2 separate regions of the Mus musculus genome follow, and region 1 is linked to region 2. The links are chromatin contacts, called in public promoter capture Hi-C maps. All regions are on one chromosome and are shown on one strand. Each heading gives the region's core, a stretch centred on a gene start, on an enhancer-like site or on the middle of the called end of the contact. The rest is flanking DNA. Distances are from core to core; before and after follow the strand shown.

Region 1 (6,578 bases), core at 3,105-5,604, 4.3 Mb after region 2:
AGTGTGTTGTGAAACCATTGGAGACCGGTCAACAGCATCCTCTGTGCCTTCTTACTGAACAGTTGGGATCCGCTATGTCTGAGACAGCACATCAAACCATGCCAGCGCAACGATGGAGCATCTTTATTTCGGATGGAGGATAGTAGAAACCTTGTCCTTTTATTGGGACATCTTCAGTGGGCCAGTCCTTCGGTCTGTGATGGCAGGAATCTCATAGCCAGTCCATACATGCAGTCGTTAGAAACTTCAGTTAGCAGACAAGTCTGAACAGCCTCTGGCAAACTCCAAAAAAGCTGCCTTGGCTATTCATAAACGAGCACCACCCAGCTCTGAGCCAGTTAGTGTTGCTAGTTGCAGCGGTTTCATTTCAAGAAATAATATAATGATAAAACAATCAGATGTTTTAGAGAGTTATGGAAATAATCAGTGTTAAGTAATTTTCAATACTGCTTTAAACATGAGTTTTGATTTTTCTAGAAATCATAAAAGTTGTGTCATGCATTGGAAAGCTTCCATTCACAGGGACACCAAATGCTCCTTCGTCAGTTAATGTCCCTTTCTTTGTTCTTCAGTTCCCTCTTCCTTACAGTGAAGGTTGAGAGATCATCTCATTTCGATCTCATGGGGCAGTGGGACCTCAGTCACATGATTCAGAGAAGGTGGAGTTGAAGCTTAGTTAAACAGGGGTGATTAGAAAACGTGAACTAGCTACAGTTCGAGATCAGGCCTGGGGGAGTCATCAGTTTGACAACGGCTTAGCTTGTCGGGGTTCGTGGTTCCCCCTCACCCCTGTTTTTTCTGCACCCCACAAAACGCCATAGAGCTGTCCACTGGAGGCATTCTTAGTGTGACTTCAAGCATGGATTAAAAAGTGTACTGATGCAGGCTGGTAAAACATGTCTTGAGATCTTCCATTGTGTACACATTTGAGTATAGAGCACTATATGTAAGCAGTTACTTTCAGAGTGGCTGCAAGCAGAGCCCAGTATGTTGGGAAGTAATGTTTAATTTGTATCGTGTTTGGAAATGTCCGATGTCATCAGGTCTTTGTTTCCATTCTCCCTGACCCAGGGGAGCCCCCACTCCTCAGGGGGCCCTCTGGTGAGCTTTCCTTTTCTAGTTGTTACTTCGTTACTGACTGAGTAGTATGTTAGCAGTGTAAAGGAATTTTTAGTGTCCCCGTGCCTTCTACTCTATAATGAGCCCTAAGGACAGAATCAAACATACACACTCTGTATAAAGAGAGGAATGTGCCAACACTAGAAATATCAGAAGAAGAATGTGTCATGGATATTACTGGCTTGGAGAAGAGACAGACAAAATTCCAGGAAAGGAGGATGGCTTTCAGGAGGTTAAATATTTTAATAAATACTTTTTAAAATTTGGTAGTTGTTTTATACGAATTAAAATTACCAACAAAGATATAATATTCAGGCCTGGGGATGTGGCTCAATGGTAGTCTATGTATCATATGTGAGGTCCTAGGTCTGAGCTCTGGAAAACACACACACACACACACACACACACACACACACACACACACACACACACACACACACATACACACACACACACACACACACACACACACACACACAGAGTTTTTCCTTCCATCTTAATAAATTATAAATTTAAAAAAAAATACCCATTTCTGTTTCAATATGGGCCAAATTGGGTAAAAATTAAAAAAAAAAGAAAGAGAGAAAGAAAGAAAGGAAGAAAGAGAGAGAGAGAGAGAGAGAGAGAGAGAGAGAGAGAGAGAGAGAGAGAGAGAGAGAGAGAGAGAGAGAGAGGAAGGAAGGAAGAAAGAAAGAAAGAAAGAAAGAAAGAGAGAGACAAAGAAAAAGAGCCCTGGCCTTTTGTCAGGGATTTGAGCAGGTTCTAAATCCCCCGAGGTGTCAGGTGAGGGGCCAGCGACTTCCTGGAAGATTGCTGACTGCTAATTGTCTCTGGCTGCTTCCTGGTACTCTGCTGACATTGCTCTTTAAAAAAAAGGAAGCTGCTGTGTTTGAGCAAGTTAATGTGTTAGACTAGTGGATTTTGTGTCTGTATGTGTGCTGTAGGTGTGGGTGAAGTGCCTCTGTTTTGTGGTTGTTTATCAGAAAAAGACCACATTGATATAATCATCTCTGGCTATGGGAGTTGGCTGATATTTCTCCTGGGAATTGATGAGGCCATCCAGGTTTTGCAATGGACTGGCTGTTCTCCTAACAATGAGTGGGTGACGACTCTAGCACTCAGTCCTTCCACATCTGTTTAAAAGTAATGTGTGATTAATTTAAAATAGGCACCACCATACATAGTATGTTTGCACACTGAGCATTTCGGTGACAGGTTGGATACCAGTAGAGTGGCCTCACCCTGAAGACCCTGAGTGCTATCTTTCTCTGTACTTCTGAAACAGTTTAAATGCTGGCATTTGTCAAAACATGCTTGGCACTTGTCTAATGGACACTGGTCAGGATGTGACTAGGTCTCCCTTTCAGGGGACTCTAGTACCCCAAAATTAGGCTATAACAGCTTAGTCTTCTTCTCATTTCCTTTCAGCTCACAGTTGGGTTGAGTGCAGGAGGGAGCAGACAAGGACAAAGGGGACCTTCAAGCTGGGCTGTGCCTCAACAAAGCTGAAAAGTGTTGAGGTTTGGGCCCTTTCCAAGTCTTCATGCCAGCCACTCTTCCTTCTCAAGCTGTCAGGCCCCGTTCTTAGGAAGTGTATCCATTGCGATGTGCACATTCTGGGCAGCTTTTGCTTGTTCGCTTGCTTGCTTGTTTGTTGAGACAGGATTTCTCTGCACAGCCCTGGCTGTTCTAGAACTAGCTCTGTAGACCAGGCTGACCTCAAACTCACAGAGATCCACCTGCCTCTGCCTCCCAAGTGCTGCTGGAATTAGGGGTTTGCTTTTTAAAAGACTTTACACTCTTAGAGTCTGCTCTGTGGTCAGGAACAAAAGCTCATTGGTGAAGGCAAACTAACTGATTTCAGAACTTTTTGCAGGCAAGTGTAGAACACTCCCAGGTTCATTGCAACACCTCCAATGACCTCATCAGACCCCAGGGGAAGCATCTTCCAGCTCCCACAGCCAGAGATTGCTCGGCTTAGCAATCAAGTTTATTTAATAACTGCTACCAAATCTTGCATCTCTGAACCTTTAAAGAGAAGCCCAGAATGTTTTTCGTGGTTAGAGGCTCTAGATCAGTTGATGAGGACTTATGTGTCAGTCACTGAGAATATAGAAATGAGTAAGTAAAAATTCTTCTCTGGAAAGGATCCACCCAATGGAGAGACACTGAGATTAACTAACTTAAAGGAATGTTGGCAGCCCATTTCTTCAGTTACACCAACGGAAGTGAATCCAGATCCATCCCGACCGTACTGTGGGTCCTTTATACCAGTGCAGTCTTCCCCAAGTGTTCCCAAGTCCGGGTGTGAACATGTCTGCAAGTCAGCGCCCCAAAGCTGCCTGCTTGCATTTTTGCTGCTTTCTGAGGGTTCCCTGTTCCTGCCACACAGAGGACCAGCCTTGCTGAGGGAGTCTGAAGATGCTGGAGTGCTGAATTCTTCCTCCTGCTACGGCGAGTCAGCTGATGCTCTCGTTTTTTTTTTTTTTTTTTTTTTTTTGTGCCCAGACTCACCTCAGACATCCCCAGCACGCTTCCACACAGTGAGAGATGCTTTGCCCCTGCCTCCACCTCTACTCCGCTGACAACCTGTAGGTCTCCCATCCCTATTTTTGCTTTTAGAAATTAGTACAGCTTAAATCACACATAAATATCTACACAATGATGGAGCAAAATCTAGAAATTGACAAGGAGCTAAAATATTGCAACTTTGCCCTATATACAAGATAAATGTATGGCAACTTTTAAAATTGTATGTATTTATTTATCTGCATGTATGTCTGTGTACCACACATATGCAATGCCCAGGGAGACCAGATGAAGGCATCACTACATATGGTTGGGAACTGCCATGTGGGTCTGAGAACTGAACCTGAGTAAGTGCCTGCAACCACTGAGCGATCTGTCCAGCCTTGAAGATGAATCTGTTAGAACAATTCTAGTAGATTTCTTCACTACCTCACTGTGTACTTTCTGGGTTTTAGAAGTCTGACCCCGTGGCTTGTCTACTCTTCGATCTTAGAGTTACCTCATAAGCAGAGCAGACATGCATAATTTCTTCTGTACTTGGTTCCCATAATGCTTAGATGTAGACAGCTGGTTTTGCAACTGTGCTTTAAAGAACAGGAAGCTGAGTAGCCATAAATATATATTCTTTTTTCTCCAGAGGATGGACAGAGGGAGGAGGAGCCCAGGAAGTGCTGTGTGTATTTCTGGGGGTTGGAGAGGTGGGGGCACAGTTGCCTCACTCCTTCCTTTAGACTTCTTTCAAAGTAGTTCCTGAAGTTGGCCTGAACGTCAGGGATAATATGTTTTTGGATCTATGGCATATGCACAGTGAAACTTCAGTCCTACCCTGAGCAAGGATAAGGACCATACACATAAGGAAAGAGGCAGCTTAGGAACAAAAGGCCGTGCTTAGCAAACATTATCATTGCTGAAAGAGATGTGTGGTCCACCAGGTGGTTAATATTTGACCCAGGCATGCTCAGGGGAAAGGTGAATGACTCCTTGTTTGCCCATGATTAGTGGCCTTGGTTTACAAGTCGCTGCCAAAGTAAAGATCCTTAGATAGGTTCTCCCCACCCCGTCACATGAGCACTGTATATTACCAGCCTGTGAGGAGCCTCTAGCTTCACACCGCAGGACCCTGTCTCCAGGAGCACGCAGCTGGACACATTCCCAGTCGGAGGAAAGCTGGCCAGCTTTGGTAAGATTCTTCCTTGTGGGTGTTCAACTCTCTGCTTCTTTTCCTCTGTGCTCTTTCTAGCAGTTCATCTATTTTAGTGAAACTGACTAACACCCCTTACGCTTTCTGGACTCAAACTTGCACATTAAAAAGAAAACGAGTAAGAGTTAAAATTTAAAATGAAAACAGGATTATTTGGTGTGGTTTGTATCTGGGAAGCAATTAATGGGATTTCGATCAAGGAGATGGAGATATAGGAGGGTTTCTTCAATTGTGATTAAAAGCCCCCAAAGGCTTAGGAAGCCATTTGCAGAAGGGCATGTGATCTGTCGTGTTTCCTCCATAACAAGCTTGGCTTGGCAGGAATAATAAGGAAAACCCCGAGTCTGGTGGTGGTGGTCCACACCTTTAATTTCAGCACTGGGGTGGTAGAGGCAGGCAGATCTCTGAGTTCAAGGCCAGTCTGGTCTATAAAGTGAGTTCCAGGACAGCCAGGGCTACCCAGAGAAAGCCTGTCTCCAAAAAGAAAAAGGAAAGAAAAGAAAAGAAAAAAAAAAAAAAAAAAAAAAAAGGAAAACCCGGAATCAGGAAGTACTTTCAGCAGTATTTCCTACTCAATTCTTTCCTAAAAAAAAAAAAGAAGGAAGAAAAAAGAAAAAGTTATGGACGCTCCTTAAAAACAAAGAGGAACATGAACCAAGATCAAAAGATGCTAGGTTGAGGGGAGAAAGGAGGAAAGACAGGAGGAAGACCAGGCACAGGGTGTTCTAGTCCAGTTGGACTGTTATGAAGATACACAAAGTAGGGAGAGTATACCTAGGAGAAGGGTGTTTATCACATTGCCACCCCAGCTGCAGGTAGTTTGCTACATGTCTAGTCTACATAGCACTGCCAACCCGGATTCCTGTGAGCACTACCTGGTTAAGAATGGGTAAACTGAGTCTGCACAAGAGTTGGAACTATTCCACTGCAGAAATCCGAATGACAGTCATTGTTGTGTATGCGACTAAGGTTCAGTACCTTTGGCCATGGCAGATTTACACCTGCACTCTCTAACAATAACACTCTCGCTTGTTTTCTCACAATTATACCTTGTCTGGCTTTGGGGGGAGTGTTAGAGTTAAACACACAGTGAGACAGTTTCAAGGGAGTGGACAGTAGACACTGGTGGTTGAGGTGTTCTGCTGGAAGTTGCTCCCTGGGTGTTTTAGAGAAACCATTATGAGAGACTGCATTGGGTGAGTTGGTAAAAATTAATGTGGAATTTCTGCAAATTAGAAGCAAGTAACCCCTTTCCTGGCCACATAGGCCTGAGAGCTTTCAAAGTCTAAATAGCAAGTATCTTTTTAGGATGAAGACCCCCCTATGTAGTGTTCATGGTACAGAGCCTTGGCTTACCCAGAGATCCTTCAGGGAAGATGTGTTTCAGTGAGACTGGACCAAGGTCACCCATCACCGATTTCTTCCAGTTGGTACCTTGTATCATCAACTAAGGTTATATAAATTTGCCGCTGCAATTCCAGTGTTGCTAGATTTGGCTCCTGAAACCGGTAAAGAATCCATTAGCTTAGTAAGAACCATACACTTTCAAAGCTGGAACCCCTCTCATTTATGGATGGTAAAGCATAGGCCTAAAGAGAAAAAGGAAGGAAACTATCAGAGAGATATTGAGAGCCTGCTGTGAAGCCAGCATTATGATTCAAGTAAAGAATACAGATCCCTGTCAGCTGTAGATTATAGAGCAGAAGGAAGTATGGACAGGTATATGGTT
Region 2 (6,190 bases), core at 3,575-6,074:
GTCATCTAAAGAGAACAGCACAATCGAGTTAGGAAAAATGCAATCTTTCTCTCTCTCTGTCTTAGTTAGGGTTTTACTGCTGTGAAGAGACATTATGACTAAGGCAACTCTTATAATGGATAACATTTAATTGGGGCTGGCTTTACAGGTTCAGAGGTTCAGTACATTATCATCCAGGCCAGCATGGTGCAGGAGGAGCTAAGAGTTCTACATCTTCCTCTGAAAGCTGCTAGCAGAATACTGGCTACCAGATAGCTAGGATTCAGGCCCATACCCACAGTGACACACCTACTCCAAAAAGACCACACCTACTTCAACAGGGCCACACCTTTTCTAATAGTACCACTCTCTGGGCCGAGGATATACAAACCATAATACTCTCTCTCTCTTCCTCCCCCACCCCCTCTTCCCCTCTCTCTCCCTTTTCCTCTCTCCTTCCCACCCCAGACAAGGTTTTTCCACAATGTAGTCAAGTGTGACTTTGAACCTCTGATGGCCTGGTCTCCACCTCCCTAGGGCTGGAATTATAGGTCTGCATCACTGTGCCTGGTTGTACTTAGTCCTGAGAACTGAGACCAGGCTTTAAGAATTCAAGCAAGTATGCTACCAGCCACATCTCTGGCCCACACAACATTTTATGTGAGTTTATAGGGTCTTCTGTAGTGGTTGGGATGCAGACATAACTTTCCTTGTCTGTTTGCATCCTACAGGAGCAGGTTAGACAGGATCTTTCCTCCTGTTCTTTAGACTGGCAAACCTATGTCTTTCAGCTCTCATGTCAATCATCAGCTCATGTCAATCATCTGTTCTATATCTACCTAATACACCCCCATTATAAGTTCTCATAGTTCCATGTACCTCTTCTTTTTTATTAATTATGTATTTATTCTACACCCAGACGGCAGTTTCCTCTCTCTCATCTCCCCCGAGTCCTTCTCCCAGCCCTGTCCATTCCTCCTCCCTTTCTCTTCAGAAAAGAGCAGGCCTCCGGTAGATACTAACCTGCCTCCATGTTCCTCTTCTAACAGAGCTTGCCATTCTGTCTTTATTTAGTTGGAAGTTTGTTAGTTAATGTTTGCCCTTTTCAGTAGATGTGTTCAGTTTGAAATCACAATGACAGCATTCCTGATACAGACCAGAATGAAGGTGTGTTTGGCTAACAGTGTCAGGGGTTTTAGTGTGCAGCCAGCTGACTCGGCTGTTCCTACACCATGGTAAGAACAGACTATCATGGCAGCAGGATATGGTAGAGCAAAGCTGCTCACTCCATAGCAGCCAGAAGAGATAGTGAATGGGACAAGACAGAGTTCCCATGGCTCTACCCCCAGTGACCTGCTTCCTCCCACTGGGCCTATCTCCCAAACCCACCACCTCATAGTAATTCACCAATTATGAACTCATCAATGGGGTTATTCTATTGGTTAGGTCAGGCTCCCACAACAGTAATTTCTTTCTAACTAATTAGTTATTTCTTTGACACAGGGTTGTATTATACAGTGCTGGCTGGCCTGGAATTTGATGTGTAAGTCAGGCTAGCTTTGAACTCACAGAGATGCCCCTAATTCTCCCTCCTGTGTGCTGGGATTCTATGTATGTACCACCCAGACCAGGCAATCCAGTCATCATTAATGATTAGATCCACCAGTGGGGAAATCAATCCTTTAATGCATGAGCCTTTTAGAAGGACCATTCATATCCAAAAGACAGTGTCGTCACCATCATCATCGACATCACCCTCTTCCTCCTCCTCTTCTCCCAAATGCCTTTATGTCTGGCATACATCTAACACTCAACAAACATTTTTAAAAGATTTATTTTTATTTTAAAATTTTATATCTCTAATCTATCTATCCATCCATCCATCCATCCATCCATCCATCCATCTATCTATCTATCTATCTATCTATCTATCTATCTATCTATCTATCTATCTTTGTCTGTGTGGGGATATGCAAATGTACTCGTGAGAAACCAGAAGCAGATGCCCGAGCTGGAATTACAGTGATCCTGGGCCACTGGATTGGGAGCTGGGAACCGATGCTAGTCTTCTGGAATAGCAGGACCACTCTCAGCTGCTGTGCTGCCTCTCCAGCCTCCACATTTTTTTTTTCTTAATTAGACATGAGTAGGTGTATTAATCTCTTTTCTCAGCTGCTGGACAGACCACCTGCCAACAGTGTAAGGGAGGCAAAGTTTCTTTGACTCCAGGATTTCAGACTAGAGTGTGTCATAGCAAGGAAGGTGTGTCCCTGAGCATGTAGCTCAGGCTCCTCACAATCATAGCAGATCAGGATGCAGTGGAAGCAGGGTCAGGTGACAACCCCCTTAGGCTCTCCCCCAGGCACCTACCACCTTAATCTGGGTCTCAGCTCCTGAAGATCCCCCAGATTCTCCAAACAGCCACACATCTGGGGACCAAATGTTCAAATATAGCCTACTGGAGCCATTTCACATTCAAGCACTATCAGTCAAGATGTGTAGGAGTGGGCGTGTCAAATGAGACCTCAGGGTCTTTGTTTTAAAGAGATATCATCCTGTCTCCAACAAAGCGGAAGGCAAGGACTGCCCCCCCCAAGAGGGGAAGAGAGAGAGAGAATAAACCTATATTGTATTTTTGGGAAGGAAGAGGAGAAGAAGGAAGAGAGGAAAGACCAAGGATGAGCAAAAGCAAAAAACCATTGATATATGTGTATAAAACAACACTCATTACTTTGTAAATTTACCTAAAATTTTATTTTAAAAAGAACAAGAAAAACAGGGCATGCCAACCCAGGACTTTTACCAGTGGAATTAGATTTTTGCTATAGAAAAGTCATTGGTGGTGGAGGAGAGAGTCACCGTGTGTGCAGAATACACAGGACAGGTCCTGCAGAGAGGGTCACCGTGTGTGCAGAATACACAGGACAGGTCCTGCAGTGAGGGACACTGTGTGCAGAGTACACAGGAGAGGTCCTGCAGAGAGGGACACTGTGTGCAGAGTACACAGGAGAGATCCTGCAGTGAGGGACACTGTGTGCAGAGTACACAGGACAGGTCCTGCAGAGAGGGTCACCGTGTGTGCAGAATACACAGGAGAGATCCTGCAGAGAGGGACACTGTGTGCAGAGTACACAGGAGAGGTCCTGCAGTAAGGGACACTGTGTGTGCAGAGTACACAGGACAGGTCCTGTGTTAGACACATATTTCAGTGGCTGTAGTAAATCCAAGCAGGAAATGGTAAAGACTTGAGCTAAATCTCCGCTCCTGTTTGTTTAGAGAGTTCCTCAGGATAAGCTAGGCTGGCTTCCCGTTCCTTTATTTCTGATTTGGAGCTGGCTCTCGTGTCTGGATTGGTGAATTGTTCTTTTCTGATTTGTATCTTCCAAAGCATTACTTTATTTATTTTTTTTCTTTTCTTGCTTCCTCTCTTCTTTACACTTTGGGAAATGTTTACTTTTCTTTCATTACATTATATTTACTATGGCCCATGCTTGCAGAGGTCTGAAGACAACTGTATTCTCCTTTTACCACGTGGTTCCAGAAGGTTCCAGTTAGGTTGTCAGGCCTGGTAGCAAGTGCCTTTAGCCATCTTGTTGGCTTACATCTTACATCTCTTTACTGTAGGTTCAGTGGGGGTTGAGTGGGGACAAAGTCATTCCTATGTATTTAATGTTACTTTACCTGCAACTTATGTTTTTGTTTCACGATAAACATCCCTTTTCGTTTTACTGTAATAAAATTGCCTTCAGATTGGCTACCTGCAATGGTGTGATTGCATCTAACACAGTATTTCTAGACTCTAGTCTCTAAAAAAAATTAAATATACATAAAGTCCTACCTCCATGATTTAGCCTAAGTAAGTAAATTAGCTTTATGGATACTCACTGCAGTGCTTGATGTGGTAGTAAAAAACATTCCAACAACCAAGCATAGCTTAAATAAACATACTTTTACAATTCAATATCTACTAATGAGAAAATTTACATAGAAACAAGCTTAAATAGCAGTACTCCAGAAAACACAAGGCTATTTGGTCAAGGTCACTGGACGAAGCTAACTCTTCTTTTTGAAGCACACATTTCCTGGTGACTTGAGAGCATGGCATGAAACCTTTCCTTAAGCGTCCTAATGTCCACTCTCCCCTTCTTCCTCAGTAACAGGATCGGATTTGTGATGGGAGGTGTTTCTCCTGTTTATGCTGTAACTAGGGATCACATTAGGGCTTAAGTAAAAGAAATATAAAAGTGGTTTTAGGAGAAACTTCCGGGAGGCTTCTTTGAGGCACTGATGACAAGAGTGAGGAAAGGAAGCAGACATTAAGCTACTTCCTGTACTAAGATCTCCTAATAAACAAACAAAAATTAGTTACTAAAACCTTCAAAGATCTGGCTAATTCTAATTGGAGAAGAAAAAAGAGGGCCGAGGGAGTACGTATGCCGATTTTCCTTTGAATAAACTTACTTTGCAAAGGTTGATAAGGTTACAAAAAATCGCTCGCGGTAGTGACCTCTTTTCGGGTTTTCCGCGACAATCCGCAAATCGAGACCATTCCTTTCGTAGACCATTCCGTCGCGCCGATGCCGGCCCTTGTCCCATTCCCAAATTTGTCTAGGGTTTGCAGGGTTTCCAGGATACCTCGTGTATCTGAGGATCTGCATTAACTTAAATTTTGGCCCCAGATGTCAGTTAGGAATTTGAGAACAGAGCCCGGCTGGCGGAATTCTCTCAGGCCACCAATCCTGGGCGCAGGGCAGGGCGGAGCTGGTCCCTCCCTGTTACGTAGCCAGTAGTCGGGACCAGACGAGGGAGGGGCGTGGCATACCTGCTATCAACCTTGTGATTGGCATTCCGTCTCCAGTGGCCGCGGCTGTCAGCTGCCCAGAAGCCTGGGCGAGTGAGGACCTACAAAGTTTGTCCGCTCCGGGGCGCCATACCGGCTCGGGTCCGGGCCAGCCGGGCTGGGCTGGGCTGAGCCCAGGAGACCCCGATGGCCGCAGTGTTCCTGGTAACGCTCTATGAATACTCGCCGCTCTTCTACATAGCGGTGGTCTTCACCTGCTTCATCGTCACCACCGGCCTGGTATTAGGATGGTGAGTGTCCAGGGCTGGGAGTGGAGGGCGCGGGGACCGCCGGCCCGGTGTGGGGTCCGCGCAGAGGGTTCGGGTGACTCCGGGAGAGCGGTCACCGCCACCGAACACACTCGGCCCAGGCCAGGCTGCTGCCCCCGTGGGATGGGACCGCAGGGGAGAACTTGGTCCTGGTGCGGGGGTCAGAGTGCGTGTCCCGAAGGCTTTGTCCCGGGCCCCGGCCTACTTTGTGCCTAGCGGGGACCGGTCACCGGCCCCGCAGGCGCGCAGACCTGACCCAAAGGAGCTTGGCTGTTTATGACCCGAACTGACCCTTGCTTGGTCCCAGATCTTTCAGAGGAACTTTTACCCGAATTCTGTATCTACCGATTGCTAATTGAATGGCTTCTTGATGCAGTCTATTTTTTTGGAAGTGATCTTTAGTTAATAAGACGTTTTTAGAAAGGAGCGAGATTTTAGGAATAAGTTATTCTGTGGGGTGGAGGCATTTTGCTTCTAGGAGAGTTACATAACCCAGGAACAATTCTTTCAGTGTTGAGTCTCCGGTATCCCTCTTGAGGAGATGCAGTTTTATCATGTTTAGGCTTATAAAACACAGCTGGTTGAAACCACGGGACTAGCCTACAGCGGTTGCTCTCTAGACTGCAGCTTTCATAGCCCCTTGAAAAGATGGTGAACCCAAATGTATTGAACAGTGGCTCTAAATGAGCAAGAACCATGGCTGGAAGTGGACCGTACAGAAAAGGACATGAGCTGTTACAGTTGGGGAACGAGTTCTCTGAAAACTATGTGAGAACGGGAATGCATTTGCAAGAAGAACAAAGCAAACAGGTTTGAGACTGAAGCGGGCTTTGTAAATCAAGCTCAAAAATACCACTTGATTACATATTCATCGTTACTTTAAAGACTTTAACAGGTCCCGGTCCGTTTCTGATAATAGGATCTCCTTTTGGAAAAAAAGAACATGTTAATATTTCCACTTGACCCCGAGTTACAGCGTAAAACTCCCATGTTGTGGACAAGATAAGATGAAGTCCAGTCTTAAGTTGTTTTCTCTTTAAGACAGGTGGTTTCCCTGTAGCATAGTATGATTGCAGTCCTGTTTCAGCATCCCAAGTGCTGG

The links. Promoter capture Hi-C pulls out the DNA fragments that hold promoters and counts their contacts.
Region 1: a contact with region 2 is called in a promoter capture Hi-C map of pre-B cells, with 5 times the contacts expected there. The contact joins the promoter of Ang here to the promoter of Cgrrf1 in region 2. A contact is called at or near these places in 1 of 39 promoter capture datasets (pre-B cells) and 1 of 484 Hi-C or Micro-C datasets (CD8 T cells).

Annotation. Positions count from the first base shown.
Region 1 is chr14:51,091,646-51,098,223 of GRCm38.p6, forward strand. Ang (angiogenin, ribonuclease, RNase A family, 5) reads left to right here and starts at 4,355. Exons shown (of 2, transcript NM_007447.3): 1 at 4,355-4,828. Rnase4 (ribonuclease, RNase A family 4) reads left to right here and starts at 4,355. Exons shown (of 2, transcript NM_201239.3): 1 at 4,355-4,828.
Region 2 is chr14:46,827,310-46,833,499 of GRCm38.p6, forward strand. It overlaps Cgrrf1 (cell growth regulator with ring finger domain 1), which reads left to right and starts at 4,825. Exons shown (of 6, transcript NM_026832.4): 1 at 4,825-5,070. The coding sequence starts at 4,967.